2 separate regions of the Oryzias latipes genome follow, and region 2 is linked to region 1. A link is a contact called in public Hi-C data. All regions are on one chromosome and are shown on one strand. The core of a region is the stretch at or near the end of the contact, and the rest is flanking DNA. Distances in the headings are between cores, read along the strand shown. Region 1 overlaps neto2 (neuropilin and tolloid-like protein 2). Region 2 overlaps phkb (phosphorylase b kinase regulatory subunit beta).

Evidence for each region. Hi-C and Micro-C count contacts between places; a contact is called where the count stands out from the background.
Region 2: a Hi-C map of fibroblasts shows a contact between it and region 1, with 2.5 times the contacts expected there. The contact joins two enhancer-like sites. A contact is called at or near these places in 2 of 5 Hi-C or Micro-C datasets (embryo and fibroblasts).

The regions. Positions count from the first base shown.
Region 1 is chr3:33,127,022-33,130,715 of ASM223467v1, forward strand. It overlaps neto2 (neuropilin and tolloid-like protein 2), which reads right to left. Exons shown (of 10, transcript XM_004067530.4): 2 at 2,905-2,961; 3 at 2,652-2,795. Among protein-coding and RNA genes, the nearest start is that of neto2, 4.3 kb to the right of the region's middle. Within about 2 kb of position 2,145, at least 3 of the 8 cell types and tissues checked have an H3K27ac peak or open chromatin away from gene starts, as enhancers often do.
Region 2 is chr3:33,380,149-33,383,710 of ASM223467v1, forward strand. All of the region lies in intron 17 of phkb (phosphorylase b kinase regulatory subunit beta), which reads left to right. Among protein-coding and RNA genes, the nearest start is that of adamts18, 62 kb to the right of the region's middle. Within about 2 kb of position 1,378, at least 1 of the 8 cell types and tissues checked has an H3K27ac peak or open chromatin away from gene starts, as enhancers often do.

The DNA.
Region 1 (3,694 bases), core at 895-3,394:
ACTGTGACATTACTTTCTGTTAGGTAGTTAGCTGCTCAGCCCAGTAGAAATTTCAGAATAAAAGCACTTCAATTGCTGCTTTACTTCCGTTGTGAGTTAATGTGTTGTGAGGTAAGTTAATGTGTTGTGTTGTGACCCTTCTGGGCCATGAGTTAATGTGTTGTGTTGTGAGTTAATGTGTTGTGTTGTGAGTTATTGTGTTGTGTTGTGAGTTAATGTGTTGTGTTGTGAGTTATTGTGTTGTGTTGTGAGTTAATATGTTGTGTGTTAAGTTAATGTGCTGTGTGTAAAGTTAATGTGTTGTGTTGTGACCCTTCTGGGCTATGGAAGTTTTTCTGTGCCATCAGATTCTGAATATTTTGGGCCACCGTAGAAATTAACTATTCTCCTACTTTTTCTACACCTACAGAAATTAGAATTCACTGAGCAGCTGCTCATTTCAAATCAACTTTATTTCCATTTCAATGTTTTTTTATTTCCACGAATAAACAAAAAAGAAAAATATGTGTTGTGTGTAAAGTTAGTGTGTTGTGTGTAAAGTTAGTGTGTTGTGTGTAAAGTTAGTGTGTTGTGTGTAAAGTTAATGTGTTGTGTGTAAAGTTAGTGTGTTGTGTATAAAGTTAATGTGTTGTGTTGTGACCATTCTGGGCCACCGTAAATTTCTGCTGGTTAATTAAGTAAAATAAATATCTGAAATCACAATTTTACATGTATTTTATTTGTGAAAAGACATCTATTTAAATGTGTCTTGCAGATTCTGCAGCACCACATAAACCTAAAAAATGAATAATCTTAGAATGTAAGAAAGAAAATGTTTTGTTCACAGTAATATTTTATGAACAGATGAAAATTGTTTCTTTTAACTGTCGCTTTCCAATAAAACAAATGACACACTGTGTGTAGTTAGTTTGTTCTAATAGGAGAACAAAAAAAAATCATTTGTTTTTGAAAATGAATCAAACTTTGCTGAAAAAACAAAGACAGAGGTCTGCAACCTGAGGCTCTGGAGCCACTTTGTCCTTTCACTTAAGAAGCTTTGAAGAAAAGCACAAAATACTTGAATAAATAATTTATTTGTTAGTTAAGTTTTGTCATTTATTTTTAGATCTTTAAACTGGGGAGATCTTATATTATTAAAAAACATCCAAATATTTTTTATAACGGCTGACTTTAACACTAAATCAAGAGCTTTACCACTCCTCTAAAAGGCAAACATGTCAGATAACGAATAAAATAGATGATAAAAGGTTTGATTTATTATCAGGCTGGTTTATTATTAGAACAAGTTTAACCTCATTTTCTTATTTTCTGTCAGTTCAGACAAAGTTCTTGACGCTTAAATGCAAACCTGCAGCAGCAGCAGCTTATTTGACACATTTTACTTTGAAAGGACCTTGTATGTGCAGCTGTAAACGTTATATACTAGTGATATCACACTGGTGTAATTCAATCATTGTTAAAGCTACATCTTATTAAAAAAAATCATTTATGGCCACAAATAAATGAGACAAAATAAGACAAATATCTATTTTTCTTGACAGTAAAGGGGGGCTCTCGCTGGGTTTGGGTCTTTCAGCGCTGAAGGCTGCAGACTCTGACCCTGTGCTGGAACGTCTAACCCATAATGGAGTTTAAACCCCTTCAAGAAGTAAACTGCTTCTTTGATATGTGTGTTCAGACTAGTCACCACTATAGTGTATGTGCTCACACAAACACGGTGTGATCTGCAGATCATCTCTGCAGCTTTTCATAATGTCTGATGTCTGTGTGTGTGTGTGGGGGGGGGGGCATAGCCAGAAAGGGGGGGGGGGGGGCAGCTGATGCATGGATGAATCACACTGATGCAGAGGTACAAAATAACAAAAAACAGAAGAGCAGAAGCTCGGAGGTCAAAGGCCGTTCATGCAGCAGCACCCAAGGAGCTGACATCTTTGTGTTTGTGCTTCAACAAGCAGCTTGTTTGTCTGCACTTCCTGTTAGGTGTGTGTGAGCGACACAGACAGACGGGACGCCGCGTGACGCAAAAGGGAACCCAGCTCATAATCAGTTACTGATGCACTCGGTGACAATCAGGGAACAGACAGAGGGACGGAAGAAAAGAAAAAGAAGAAGAAGAAAAAAAAGACAGCTCCATGCGTGGTGCAGTAGCTCCATCTGTCCACAGGAGGAGCCCTTTAGCTGTGTGTGAACATGCCAGCAGAAACTCCACTGCTGTTCTTTTCATGATAAAAAAAACAAAAACAAAAGCTGCCGGTTCAGGCAAAACATGAGGCAGATCTCATCTGTCAGAGATGCTAACGATGCTTTCAGGGGGGGCCACACCTCACAGGTGAGCTTTGGGAGCTCAGTCTGCTTAACGCTCAAAAGCTGAGCATCAGGCCACCCCGCCTGCAGGATATCTGGAGGAGGCGGGGGCAGTCCTGGGATGCCCGCACAGAGTCGCTCTTCATCATCCTCAAGGAGGAAATATGTGTGCAATAAAAGAAACTCGGGATGGCTCATTCTGAAAATGTCAAGCTGATTGGCCGGCAGCCACGGCGCCGAAAACCCGACTGCGGCGAGGTTATATAAAAACAATGTCAGTCTGAGTGAAGGCCGGAGGGGGGCAGAGACTCTGACCTCTGCGGCTGAGCGGAGGAGGACGCTTTTACCTTCCAGGATGTAAATGCACTCCTTGTTGGGGGGGTAGGTGTTGGGGTAGTTGGGCGACATGAACACGCCGCCGTTGATGTTGCGCACCCAAGTCCCACAGTCGTTCTGGTTTTGGGTCTGGGCGCCATGATTGCTCTGAGATTCTACAGGGAGCAGAGAGAGAAAAGGGTCGCGGATCGATGAGGTGGATGATGGGAAGGCAACTTTTTCAGAAAAAGAAGAGCAAGAAAAAGGGTCGACAGAGAAGCTCACCTTTAGTCCTCTGCGCCAGAGCGAAGGCCTCTTCCACGAGAAAGAAGAGGATCCACGCTGCCAGACGGAGACATCGCACATTAGTCTCAGCTGACACAATCATGCATTCATATCTATGTGATCATCAGCAGCAGAATGAAATCATTTAACAGCTCGGGATGAGTTCGTGCATCGATCCCACCGTGCTTTGATGAATAGCAAGTAAAGTCTGGATCAATAGAGTTTCCCTGTGAGTGAACCGGTGCATTTAGAGAAGGAGTGCTGAGATGATGGGGCAGCAGGGAGGGGCTGTCTTCAGGAATCCATGGACGTACACTACGTTGGCAGAGTTGATTTACCTGAAGAATTGGCTGACATTTTGCTTTCTTCCTGACATTTTTGGATCATTTAGATCTCCCTCTCTGCATCACTGCCAGCATTTGACTCCTCAGCTTGATTAATGTGACAAATAGTTGCCACTTTATATGACTGATCCTCTGCAAAACTGCAACTCTGCTCACAAGCACAAACGATTGCTGCAAAGTTGTGTAAACTAATTTCCGATTTACAACACAAAAAAGGGGGGAACTGGGAGATCCTCGCCCTCCCAAGGAGCAAATAAACCCAATTAAACTGCAAGTGATTGGGGTTAAAGAGGCCATGTGCAACGCTAACCAGAACACAAAAAAAAAAAAACAGCGTTTCTCATGAAAACGCATGCTTGAAGATAAATACTGCTACACCAATGAGTGTGCACGTTAACACCCCCCCCCCCCCCCCCCCCCCCCAGGCTGCAGCATCCTCATTAACT
Region 2 (3,562 bases), core at 128-2,627, 250 kb after region 1:
TGATTGTCTGTGTTATTGCTGTGAGTTCTCTTTCTGAAGAGGGTCTTGCATTTTGCCTGCCGTCCACAGTTGATTTTTTTTCTTAATCTGTGTTGCCTGGATAATTAAAGGTTAAATAAAGTGAAACACATAAATGTTTCTATGATTAATATAATTAATAAACTCTACTAAATGATCAAAGAGGTGTCTTGTAATGTCCCCCAGTAGTAGTAAGGTGACACAACAGCATCTTATTTATAAATGGGATTTTATTTTGAAGGGACATTTTTTCTTAAAATAAGGGGTATGCTGGAAAAAAAAGACCAAAAGGTTAAGAAACTAATCATGTCATAGAAAAGGAATCCCAATGAGATTACAGAGAGATGTAAAAAATATGTGGATGATAATTATTGTGTTAAAGTATATTAGTAATTTAAGATGAGGTTTAAAACTAAGCAGGTGACATAAGGCATGGTAACAGAAAGCCAACACAGGAGGAAGGCTCATTTACTGTACAAAACATCCACGACAAGATGTAAACCAGTCAGATACATTTACTAATTGGATCATTTGGCAGTCTGATTTTTTTTTTGATGTTTTCTCTGGTTCACGAGTGGCTTGACGCGAACAATGCAACCACTGAAAGCCTCGTCTAGCATTCGTTTGTGGCTCAGTCCTCTCCTCGTGACCATCTTCTCAAGGATGCAGCTATCCCTGATGCTGGAGCACCTCTTTTGTCTCTTCTTCCACTTCAGGTGCTGTTTTCCAGGCGAACAAGCAGCTTGTTTTAGCATTGACCTTCTGGAACTTTCCCTCCTCGTGAAGGGTGTAGACGTGTCACTTCTTGACCCAGACGAAGGCTCCTGAAACCAATGCAGGTGTTTCGAGCTCATTGACTGAGCAGATGTTTAGAGGGAGGAGCAATAGCTCCCATTTGACTAAACCTCCCATCCTGAGGGAGAGGCAGAACTTAGCCCCCTCATGAAAGAGGCTACCCCCAGCTGATGACTACAGGTGGAGGAGTGTTGAGACATGAAGACTCATCCTTTGACACTCCTTTCTCCTCGGTACAACAGAGCCAACAAGCTGCACACCTTGATCCATATTTTGCCCTCATGCAACACCTTTTTCCTATACTTTTACAATTTGATTACAACGCACGGTGGCACGGTTAGCGCTCTCGCCTCACAGCAAGAAGGCATTCAAGTCCCGGCTGGAGGACCTTTCTGTGTGGAGTTTGCATGTTCTACCCGTGCATGCGAGGGACTCCGGCTTCCTCCCACCATCCAAAAACACAAGTGAATTGGTTACTCTAAATTGTCCATAGGTGTGACTGTGAGTGTGCATGAACGTCTGATTTGTTGCCCTGCGACAGGCTGACCAGAATGACCCCTGCCCTCACCCACCAGTGACCGGGATAGGCTGTGACCCCGGATGGGACACAGGGCCTTACATTCCCGATCTATTCTACTTGATGTAGCCAACAAGGTCACGTCACCAGCAGAGAGGGTCTGAGGACAGCCCTGCTGTTGCGGCAGAGCTCTTTAACTCTTTAGCGACCTTGTTCCTGTTACAGGGTTGCATGGGAGTACATCCCATGAGAGGTCAACAGTATCCTCTCCACTCTACAGCATTTTGGAAAACCACAGTTTTACCACACTGAAGAGCTTTAAAACTAATTTCGTAAAACCTCTCGTTTGGTGCGACAGCTTTTTACCGATGCCCCTACCAAGCTGTCTGCCAAATGCTAACTGATGCCTCTATCCTCTGAGGTTAGTTTGGGTTTTGATGTAATTTCCCTGACAGTGTCAGTATAAAAGGTGAGATTGAGCTTTTACATTGATGATCAGTTGACTTTTAAAGAGCTTTGATGGTACAATTCCATTTGAACGCAACTTTAAAACAGTCTAAATCCTTATTCTTCCACCATTAGCTTGAATTGAATGCACTATTTGACAGATATGGATGTAAAATACAAGCTAAAATAGAATCGAATAGTGTTCTTGTTTATAGCAACTTTGAAAAATGTGTGTGTTTGTTTTTTTATTTAATGAAAAAATAAATGTTCATAAACAGTTTCTCAGTAAAAAGTATTTTCTCGACTCCTTTCTCATGAAGGGTCAAAAACAGCTTTGAATGTGATTTTCTATTATTATTTTTGCTACCTGTCAGAGCCGCTCCGTGGGCTTTGGTCAGTAGAAATGTGGGGGGGATGAAAGGTTGCTTTCATGGGCTTCTGGCTGGTTCATTCATTGTTATTCTGCACACAGAAAGGATTGATGCAAAGGTCCTTCCAGCCCTCCTCCAGCTTCACTCTGAAGACAGTTCATCACAAAGTCGCCCACTTCTTAATTGGGGATTTTAGATAACTGATCATCATCTGTGTCAAAAACCTCATTTGTTTTGTTCGTGTCTTAGTTTCTGCTGTAACGTTGAGCTGTTGTGGTCCCTCGAAGCTGTGGAGAGGTGCTCGTCTGTAGCAGAGCTCCCTCCTTTGGCTGCTCTGTGTATTGCACTTTGTAATGAAAGAATAGAGGACATAAAAAAACAGTTTTTTCATGCTACTTTTTAACCACATTTAGACTTTTTAGGTTTTTCTCAAAGAAAACACTTCTTTGCATAAAACTATTTATTCTATTAATTTGCATACTTCTGATTCTTCAGGTTTGATTGTTTTCAACCACGGGCTATGCAGCTAGGAAGAGTCAGTGGTTTGACTTGCACAAACAGCAGAGATCTGCTTTAGGGATGAAGAGGATGGTCTTACAGTAAGAACAAAACAGATAAAATAAAGAAAAAAAGTGTTACTGATGGTAAACACCAATAAGTGTGGATTCCTTAGTTTAAATAGAAAATAAGTATAAAATACAGACATAATAACCATTATTATTGATATTTTTGGTATATTCTATGTCATTCGTCTGATTTGTATACTGTAGGTAAAATCTACTTGAAGCTTAGGGATTGAAGCTTTTGTAGTTTACTCTAGGGGGAAGTTGAAAAGGAAAAAGAAAGCGCTGAAGTGTGAAGGTGAACGTTTCCAGGCTTCTTGGAAACTGAACGATCTGGTTCTTCAGCGTGTCTCAGATAAACTCTCAAGCAAAGATGGAGCAAAGACAGATTATGTCCTGAACAAAGTGCCAGTCCATCGCATACGGAAAAAAATATGCTAATTAGCTGTTTGTTTGTTGTTTTGCAAGAATAATATCTCCAAGGAGTCGCAATTGAATTTCTGAATTGACAGTATTTTCTAAATGTTTTCACACTTTCGCTGGAAGTGAGTTGAAACTGGTTTGATATGCAACATGAAATCTCAAAAGCATTTTTTTTTATTGTTAGCATCAAGACCTTGAGGACGCTGGAGCTTTTTAGGCTTCAGTTTCAGGCCAGTAACATTAAACCTTCAGCACTGCAATTGATCTTAGCTTAGCTTTATGATGTTGAAGTGGCTGCATGATCTTTGTCAGCACCTGTCAATAGGAAGTTAGCTTTTCTGCTCAAATACTGAAGCTAAACATCCATTTAAACTTTTTTTTAAATGGACTCCTCTTTATCTGGTATATGAACGCATTAACTCTTGACT